Regions from separate parts of the Gossypium hirsutum genome. Here all the other regions are linked to region 3. A link is a contact called in public Hi-C data. All regions are on one chromosome and are shown on one strand. Each heading gives the region's core, a stretch centred on a gene start, on an enhancer-like site or on the middle of the called end of the contact. The rest is flanking DNA. Distances are from core to core; before and after follow the strand shown.

Region 1 (3,143 bases), core at 628-3,127, 330 kb after region 3:
GGAAACTTAATAGTATGTTAAAGATTGCAACCTAAGTGCTAGCAATTAACAGTAACATAAAACATAAGGTGGAAAAGAGCATCAAGTGATGATAGCAAGACAAAGAAAAAAAAGAAGAAGATAATTCTAGCATTCCAAATGGTCATATCATAGAGTATAAAAAGAAAGAAAGCATACTGAATGAATTGCTGTTCCTCTTTTAGTAAAAGCCAGCAAACGCTTATCCCCTTCCTGTATCATAGGAACAAATATATTTGGAGGAAATTAATGACAAAAGATACGGAACATTTCTAATCCATTGTTGGGACAGGAAGAGAAAAAACCTGTTGCTTGAAATAGTTTTGAAACTCCGCCCATGAGCCATGTATTCTAACAACAACATATCTGACATCAAGTTATTGGTCAAAACAGGAGAGTAGGAGATATTTCAGAGTTGTAAGGAAAATGAAGTGGATCAAATGCGATTTGGGTCAATCTTTGTAAACTATGCTAAATGGGAAGCCTTTGAGGCTATAATTTATATATGAAAACTTGTTTGCGAGGATAGAAAAATATATGCCAAACTGTACTATGAACTGATGAACAATTAGGAAGTGCCCAATTTGAATAGAATCTTAAATTGAAAATAGAGAGAAAGGGTGTCCATGCATTTCATTCAGCAGGAAAAAAGGTATCTAAAGAACACAAATATGGGAGGATACGGCCAGTAATCCAGTCCAGCACGTTTTAATTTAGTATCATCCACTTTAAATCCTAATGGCTGAAAAAATACAACAGCAGAAGCATCTTAAATAAAAGGTCAAGGTTGGCAAAAATAAGTAAAGTAAAACAAAAAAGAGAGAAGAGAAGAGAAGAGAAAAAGATACCCCAACAAGGTGAAGGGCAACAGCTGAGGCAGCGCATGTTCTTGCAATGCAACCTGCATTTCCAGGAATCTGAAGGGATGGGCAAGGGCAGAAAAGGGAAAACAATTAAGTAGAGGTGCTTGTATATGAGCTAAAACACGTTAAAGATGAAAAATACAGTAGATACCTGAGGAGAAACTAAGACGACTTGAAGCAATTTTTGTTGGGGGTCAGGGGCAGGCAGAGAGTTGTTCCCATTTCCTGTTTCAACTTCAGCAACAACCCAGCCCACAAAGAAAGAAGATTAAGAAAGGCAGTGAACTTAATTAATTAAGAAACTTAATTAATTAAGACCAAAAAACAAGCATATATACATATATCAGTGGAGAGAGAAAAGGGTCTTACTCTTAGTCTTAGTGTGAGTGTCAGCCCTGGTATTAGAGAAAGAAGAGAGGCGTGGTATGCGTAGGGAAGAAGGGCGAAAGTTTGGGAACAAAGAAAGAGAAGAAGTATTGTTAATATGTCTTAGGCTTTGAAGAAGATGGGATTGGGAATAATATGGGACTGCTCTCATTCTTGCTCTTACGCTCAAAAGAGAGACAGATACCAATGCAGATAAAATGCTACACCTATTGGGTTTGACCTTTCTTTCTCTCTGGGTGGGATCACTGGATAACTTCACTAATACATATTACTTACTAATTACTATCACTAAGTAAATAACCCAGTTTTTCTTCTTCTTTTTCTCTTTAACCCTCTTGGCCTTGGCCTGCTACCTTTCCTAATGTCCTCCTTCCTTTATAAAACTAAAAAATAAAATAAAATAAAGGGTTTTTCCCTGGTTGGAAAGGAAGGCTGGGTGGCTCAGATCAAAACGACGATTCCCTCTGCCTCTTCCACTCAATCTTAACAAGATACAGGTCTCCTTTCTTTTCTTTTTTCTTTGCTCAATCGAGAGATCGACTTGAACTTGGGCCGCCTCATCCGCCAGAAGAGTTTAAGCAAAATACGAGAGATTCGAAAAATAGATTTAAATGAAATTTAAGATCATTTTTTTATATGGGTTAGATTTTGAGTAAATATTTTTCTCCAGACCCAACCCAATGTTATAAAATAATATTATATTAATTATATATATTAAATAATAATTATATATATTTATATTTATATTAAATTATTAATTCAATAATTATTGTACAAAATCTAAGAAAAATAATAATTTATATTTAGCTCAATAAAATATTTATTATATTTATTTTAATTTTTTAATATAATAAAACATTTAATATAATTATTTTTTAATGTGTTAAAAAATTATTTTAATCTTTAATTAGATAATGAATTAATATTTTTTTTCATCTAAATTCTATTTATTTTGAGTCAGATAGTGTTGGTTGAGTCTATTTTACCATTGCTCTAGTACTAATTTATGTTATCTATTTTAAAATAAATTGTATTGATATAACTCCTTCATTAATTTTTTTATTCATTCATTTTAGAATACCAAATGATTTTCTATCTTTTAACTAGTGTATTATATTTTTAGAAAAATTAAATATGAATAAATCAAGTCGGACTGAATTTATTTTTTCTTAAATCAGAATAAATTTAAACAAAAAAAATAAATCTATTTTTTAAGCTAGACCTAGACTTAAAAAAAATAATCTAAATACTTTATATAAACCCCACCCCACCCCAACCCAACCCATCAGCGGCTAGATCGACTGCGTCCCTTTTATCCTGGTCCGATTGGTAACCTGTAAAAGCTTTTCCGTAAAAGATTTTCAGGCTTTTCTGATGTTTGGTTGCTTGAAAATGATTTTCCAGGGTAAAATGTTTTACAAAACACAGGAAAAGGAGGGCTTTTTTTTAAGGAAAATGTCTTACTCTTTTGAAATTGGTAAGACATTTTCCGGAAATTGACACTTCTTCTCCCCTTTCCCCTTCCCCTTCCCCTTCCCCTTTTGAAATCGGTAAGCCATTTTCAATGTTGAAGAAGCCATTTTCAATGTTGGCTTATCTTAGGCCATGACTGAGACGATGGCTTGAAACCCGGGTAGAAATAAGACCAATCGAAAACCTTGGAAGCAACAAATCACAAGGGCATAAGCTGTTGAATAAGCTGTGGGTCTTGAGGCAGATGTGGCATCTTTTGAACCACCGGGGAATCAGATGTGGGTCTTGAGGCAGATGGGGCATATTTTAATACTTCCCACCATGGTGGGCGTTGCAGAAATAGTGGACTTTTGTGATTTTCTATCCCCTACTCCCGAAGAGCAAGCAGCACGTGATGCAGCT
Region 2 (3,371 bases), core at 198-2,697, 270 kb before region 3:
TAACTTATGTGCAAATCTGATGTTGACTTCCATCAAAATTCATAAATAAAAAAAAAGATTAATTGATTAAACATGAATCATATGCATAACACAAAAACATCAGAAAATTCTCACAGGAAAATTTTAAAATTTATGTTAAAATGAAGGCGGGTGGATCATTCCATTAATTCAAAGTTCAACTGATATAAAAATTTAGAACTTCGACAATCAAAACTAGCACCTAAAAAAGAAACTGATCCTCGAAATCTTATTCAAAATCAAGCCGAACTTAATACAACAGGGTAATTCAATTTCTAATTTTGCATCTGGTTATCTCTAATTCCACCCCCCACAATTCATGCTAATCTTCTTATCTCCTCCAAATTTCTCATCAAAAGAGCAAATTCCCATAACATCAAACCAAAAAGGGAAGTTTTTTACAAGATGCTAAATTAAAACCCTAAGATGACTCGAAAATTTTGAATCAAAAACAGGAAAAAGAAAGATCTTTTAAGAGAATAAATTTAAAAAAGGATAAAAACAGAGAACTTACAGTAAAAGAAGAAAAAGAAAAAGAAGATTGGAATTGGAGAAGCAAATGCCTAGAGATTGATTCAGTTTGGCTCTCTCTCTGCAACCATAACAGAGACATAGAGAAAGACAAATCTATCAAGCTTAATAAATTATCTTTATTTATATGTTTAAAATTTTAATAAGAGGTTTTTATTTGTTTCATTGACACAAATGTCGAACTTTTTGTCTTTTATAAGGTAGAAACTGAAGCTGTAACTACGAACCTTTCCAAATTTCTCCAAATAGATTAATTTATCACACAAATTACTTTATTTTATACTTTTTCGAATATTTATATTTATAATATAATTATGAATTGCAACGTTTTTTTACATATATTTTATGAAAATTAAAAATTTAATCCAATTAATTAGCATTGTTAAACCTGATTTAAAAATTAATTTATAAGGAATTAACAAAAATCAATAATTTAGAATTTTAGATGTAACAAATTAATAAAAACTAATAATTGAAATTCATGTTTTTATCAACAATTAAACTAACTTTTAAATTTCTATAAAATATAAAAATAAAATCCTAAAAATTAATTATTAGTATATAAATGTAAAAAAGACCTCGTTGTAATTAAATATTCCTAAAAAAGAAAAAATGGTTAAATAGTGGGAAATACTTAAATCAAACAATGTTATCGGGTACATATAAGATAAAATAATAAAAATAAAGTAGTGGGTGGAGATGATTTTATGGTAGTGGGTCAAGCAAATAAGTAGGCAGTGGGAATTTCAACTTGTCATCATCTCTTTTTTCCAACGGCTGTGGAGTGGACTCCTTTCTTTTGCTTCTTTTTAAGATCATACTATTTTCAGCAAAGCTTCAGCTACAATTCCTTCTTTTTCTAATCATACAACTCTGGTTGAGGAGCTTTTGTCAAGTGTTATTCAATTCTTTTTCTTCCCTTTTTTCATAATTAATACTCATTACCCGATTATACAGATCCAAGGAACTGTTGAAAATGGCAAAATTAGAACTAGGGTTGGGTTTGGATCCGAGACAGATTCCAAGAGGCGCTCTTTCTTCTTCTTCTTTTATTATTATTATTATTAAATTCCAGTTTTATTACATGACAAAAAAGAGTGGCGTGGACACCGGACAGAGAGACATGGTTGACAGCGGTGACACATGTTATGCACACACCACGTGTCGTGTGATCAGGATGACATCGTTGAGGTCCATGTTATTTAGATCTTGCCACGTTCTTACTATTTTTTATCATTCTGTCTTTTTCACTTGCCAACCATCGTCGCTTGCTTAACGGCGTTTTATGTCCCCCTTTAACCACGCCATTATTGTTTTCATCCTAGGTAACAAGACACCCCCCAAAACAATTAACTGTAGGTGGAATAATTTTCTTGATCCAAATCTGTACATTATCAACTAAACCAAAGAACTTATTCCCTTTCAAAAATAGTAGAAAATAATAAGAGAGTGTAAACGTCGAGGCAGTCGCAGACGAAAGCGTAGGTATGTCTTATACAGTTGAGACAGGGTAAGAGGCTACGCAGTAGCAACTACCAAACTAAGTACACTACTAGCATCAGTTATGGATGGAGGAATTGATATTGTATTAAAAAGATTGCTGCGCTTTAGTCAACATCACCAGACTAGAGGCCCTCTCATCATCATCGACACATATGTAATGTAGATGTAGATTTTACTTTTTCTCACTTCTTACGCTATGCAAATGAAAAGAAAGCCTTGCTTTTCCCTTTTTGTTTTACTAATAAAGGAAACAAAATTAAACCACCCACCTCATTTGTATTAATAAATAAAACTCCATTCTCCATAAGAAAACATCGCACACCACCTAAAAAACTTTCACATTCTTTTAGCAGCCTTTGTAAGATAACCACTCTTCCTCTATTTGGTGAGTTGATAGGCAAAGCTTTTACTACGATTTACAGGCTGAGCAGCAGAATGAACAAAAACAAATTTACAAGTTTCAACTGAAATTGGTATCTCAGCATGTCGCTACCAACTCTCCCAAGGCCACTACGGTGTCAGCACAGAAAAGGGTTACTCTACAAGACTTTTACTTAATTCACCTGAGTCTCACCTACAATCATGGAAACATGCCCTCGAGGTACTTATCAAAGTCTTCGTCACCATCGTCACTTTCATGATTGATAGCTGAAGATGATGCCCTTTTACCTGGAAAAAAAGAATGGAGAAAATAACAATGACAATGAACACATCTGAATTCAGGTGTACCTAAACATGTGAAAACTAATGGTCTAATATAAGGCCTAAGGGTGCCCTCTACTCCCCCAGCTAGGCCGGATTGACAAAGCCAAGTTATCAGTCATTACAACACTCGGTAACCTTGATAGGGGATTATTTTTAGCTTAACGAACCTAAGCAAATCTGAGTATGAATTGTAGCATAGAAAGAACACAATTCTAAAAACTTGCCGGGACAGTTAGCCAACAGCCACATCCACCACACTTTACCTAATTTATTACAGTCAAGATGTCTAGGCCTATCTCCGGTTTACTACTCATTCTCCCGGTATTTATATTTCAGATGTACTAACAGGAAAATACCAACAAGTTACACATCATATTGCATATGTGTTTCCTCAGTTTATGTGTGTGTGCAAGGATCAAACATAGAGAACTATATGTAAGCCTCCTTGCCCTGGATGTAACTTGACTCCTGAAAGTTAAAGTTCTTGACTATTAATTCTGAATCAATTGAGTAATTACGAGCAGGGGGTGACTTGCTCTTTGGGTGTGGGGGAATTAGGAACTAGAGTAACAATAATGATCTCTTGTTGTAGAAGGTAAGCAATAACTTTATGA
Region 3 (3,502 bases), core at 791-3,290:
TATGAGGAATTAGGTAGATAAAGATGATAGGAGAAATTGTCTGGATATGGAAATGGCGGTGGGAGGACAAAATTAAACACAGAAAAGCCGTACTCATGTACCTTGTCATAAAGACAGAACTTTCTTTAGTATTAACAGACAATTAATGCTTCATTAGTAGTGTTAAATGTTGATTTGAGTACAAACTGATAGTCAAGAAAAAGGCGAGAGAGAAAGAAATAAAGAATCATGATATTGGCTTTTTATTCACTGAAAAGGGTTTTCAATACAATTATTAAACAGAGAGAAAGCTACATAGCTGACACTCATATGAATGAAAGAATGAAGACATTTGAGTTTTGTTTACTCAGACATTGTGCAAGGCTTGAGGAACCAAAATACATCCAACGCCCTTGCTTGTCTTCCATCCGTAACATTAACATTATTAATAACAGAAGAACAAGAAGATACACTGCTTCCTGCTTTTTCTGTCTTCATATCCTTGTTTTGCTTCACTTCTTGAAGGATTCCCCTCTCCTACGGACACATCATATACAAATATAAACTAAACAAATCATACCCAAAGCAAAAAGCATGCATACTGAAGCAACTAGTTGCATACCATAAGTCTGGATCTGGAAGCCTTGGAAGGGGTGGCAGTTGTTTTGGTAGGGGCAGAAAAGCACTGAGGAGAGGGTGGATTGGTCCGTATTTGCAGTAACCTTTCTTCCCCTTTGTTTTTGTGCTTCACATCCTCCAAATTTAGTGAGATATTAGAGGGTGCCATGTTCTCTGCCTCATCACCATGTGTTCTGCTTCTGTTTCTGCAACAATATCATTCAACATGAATCAAACTTAAAGATCTTTTAAAATTAGTTTTTCACATAAGTGATACTCACATTTTCATCTTTTCTTTCTCTTTAGCAATGCCTTGTTTCTCTTGACCCAATTCAAGCAATGGTTTCCTCTCTTTGTCCAACTCACCCAGAACCTGGGTCTTTTCATCTTGAGTGTTTTCCTCTCTCTCTTTCTCCCTAGCCCTGCTTGCCAATTTCTTTAACTCGTTGCAAAACTCACTTATATGACTCAGTATATCCCTACCAGCAAACAAATTCCTAGCTGACGCACTACTTTTCAGAGACCGTATCTCGTCACTTTGGGACTGGAGTATACCATCTGTTATAATGGGTTTATTTTTTTCACTGCTGGACTTGATTGCCGCTTTCAAAGACTTAGCTTGGTGATTAGTAGGAGGAGTTGATAAATTTGGGTTATGGTTTTCACTATCGTCGAACTTTGAAAAACTAGAAGATTGAGTTTGTTGCCCTCTTCTCTTCAATTTGGCATCTCTGAAAACAATACAACGCCCAAAAATGGAAATAAGATGTAAAGAAAAAAAAAACACAGAATCTTGAAACCAAGACATGTTGTAAGGTAATTAAGTTGCGTTTAGTAAATACCCTTGATTCAATTCCCGAAATGGGAAGTTTCCAGCTCCACCGCCAGGAACTGATCGTCGTGGAAGCTTCAAAAGATTAACAAAAACAAAACAAAAAATGAGACAAATGGTCCATAAATACATGCAGCAGCATTGTAGTATCTGGAACTAAATGGAAAGAGGCATAAAAGCAGAGAATAAAAACCTTAGAAGGAGGAGAGGGTTGAAGGAAATCCTCAGCAGTCTTGGGATGGTTACAGTCTGCAGTATCCAGATAAGAAAAAGTTTACAAAAAAAAAGAAGAAATGAAGTGAGAGGGCAGAGGAGAAAAGGGAAAAGAAGAGAAATGAAAGGGTACCAGGAGTGCAGAACCAGGCATCATCGTCGATGGAAGGTTGGTGAGGGTCAGGGGCCAAGAAATCAACCCATTTAGGGGCGTTGATGTGTTCGTAAACGCAGTCCTCAACGAAGCGGGAGTCTATTCTGGTCCAGTCGATTTTTGCTGGTTCCATTATGCGAAAGCCAAAAAAGTAGGGGATTAGCAGGAGGGCAGAGAGAGATGGAAAAATGCGTCAATAGGCTGAGTTTCTATTCTTAAGTGCGAGTGAAAGTGAACGTTATTACGTTACGTTAGTGGGGTCCTTTTTCTTCATTTTTAATTAGAATTTATTGTTTCTTCTGACCGTTGGGGATTTTTTTTTTTTTTAATAATCGGTGTGTAGTTTACTTGGTCTTGATGGCCAGGGATGGCAAACCACTTCCAGTGTGGGTTTGTGGAATAACAGAGGCTGGGTAGGGCAGAATGATATTTTTTGGGTACCAACTGCCACCACTTATTCCATTCCATTCAATATATGAAATTAACATTTATTATTTTTAATTGTAAAAGAAAAAAAAACCAAGCATATTATAGAATAAATCTTAAATTCTTCTAATTTTTCATTTTCTATTTGTATGTAACAGCATTATTTAAATTGAATTGAATTAATTAATTAGTTTGGTTAAATTGAAAATGAATCGATTCATAAATTAGATTAAATATTAATTGAATTGACTTTTTTTTAATAATTTATTTGATTACGTGAATTAAATTTAAAGTTAATTAATTAGCGAAAATATTGAGTATTGATTACAATATAAAATTATGTATTAAAACAAAAATAGATAGAGCGGAAGCTGTATTGTGATCCCTACCGAAGAATATATCCTAAAAGAAAATGGAAAGGCTTTGTTTAGTTTAGTTTCACGTGCCAAAGGGCATGTGATGAGTAAACTTCGGTTGTTGCCTAGATCCAAATCAACGGCTTTTTTTTTCTTTTATGCCAGAATCTTACTTAAGATTCAATCTTTTACGCTTTACTATTATTTGTTCATTCCTCACTATAATTACATAACTTCTTTTTAATAATTGAAGATGCTAGGGTTTCATCATTCACATTAGGATTCAGACTTTAACTCTCCACCAAAAACAATCACATGTTTTTTTCTATCATGTTCAACATTACTCTTTTATAGGATAATTTTAATATATGTTGGAGAAATTTTTTTTATTTGACTATATATGTTATTGTTTTTATTTAGAGAAAAAGGAAAACGCGTTCTACATAGTACGCTTTCAGTCACATTAGCTGAAAATACATTCTGTAAGACACATTTTCACTAAAAATAGACAAAATTTCTTTCGGCCAAGTGGTTAAATGTTAATATTTTTGTCCCTGAGTTTCGAGTTCAATTCCTCTCCTACTCACATTTATATTTTTTATTCCATGTTGTTTTAAGCTTCTTCTTTTTTAATTAATATTTTTAACATATTAATTCTTTTGGTTAGATGGTTAGATAATTGTGATTTTATCTTTGAGTTTTAAGTTTGATTCCTCTTATAAACATTTTAATATGTATTTTTTATTTTATGTTATTTCAAATTTTTTATTATTTTTAATTAATGTATATAATTAGTAAATATATTATTTTTAAGTTTTTTATTTTTAATTAATCTTTTTAACTAATAACTCTTTTATTTATAAAATCAGATAATTATTGTAAATATCATTGTTTTTAGTAATTATAATTTTTATATGTGTAATA

Evidence for each region. A called contact is a pair of places that touch in the nucleus more often than the background predicts.
Region 1: a Hi-C map of leaf shows a contact between it and region 3, with 2.5 times the contacts expected there. The contact joins the promoter of LOC107930111 here to the promoter of LOC107930121 in region 3. A contact is called at or near these places in 2 of 34 Hi-C or Micro-C datasets (both in leaf).
Region 2: a Hi-C map of leaf shows a contact between it and region 3, with 2.5 times the contacts expected there. The contact joins the promoter of LOC107938342 here to the promoter of LOC107930121 in region 3. A contact is called at or near these places in 3 of 34 Hi-C or Micro-C datasets (all in leaf).

The regions. Positions count from the first base shown.
Region 1 is chrA08:108,619,328-108,622,470 of Gossypium_hirsutum_v2.1, forward strand. LOC107930111 (putative tRNA (cytidine(34)-2'-O)-methyltransferase) reads right to left here and starts at 1,878. Exons shown (of 9, transcript XM_041074372.1): 1 at 1,251-1,878; 2 at 1,033-1,106; 3 at 867-935; 4 at 702-760; 5 at 324-384; 6 at 178-231. The coding sequence starts at 1,419. LOC107930081 (terminal nucleotidyltransferase 4B) reads left to right here and starts at 2,487. Exons shown (of 7, transcript XM_016861645.2): 1 at 2,487-3,143. The coding sequence starts at 3,018.
Region 2 is chrA08:108,019,748-108,023,118 of Gossypium_hirsutum_v2.1, forward strand. LOC107938342 (nuclear transcription factor Y subunit A-4) reads right to left here and starts at 1,448. Exons shown (of 7, transcript XM_016871460.2): 1 at 533-1,448. LOC107938335 (protein FRA10AC1) reads right to left here. Exons shown (of 11, transcript XM_016871448.2): 11 at 2,309-2,721. The coding sequence ends at 2,633.
Region 3 is chrA08:108,291,694-108,295,195 of Gossypium_hirsutum_v2.1, forward strand. LOC107930121 reads right to left here and starts at 2,041. Exons shown (of 6, transcript XM_016861688.2): 1 at 1,776-2,041; 2 at 1,623-1,678; 3 at 1,440-1,504; 4 at 879-1,328; 5 at 602-803; 6 at 220-516. The coding sequence starts at 1,929. The coding sequence ends at 343.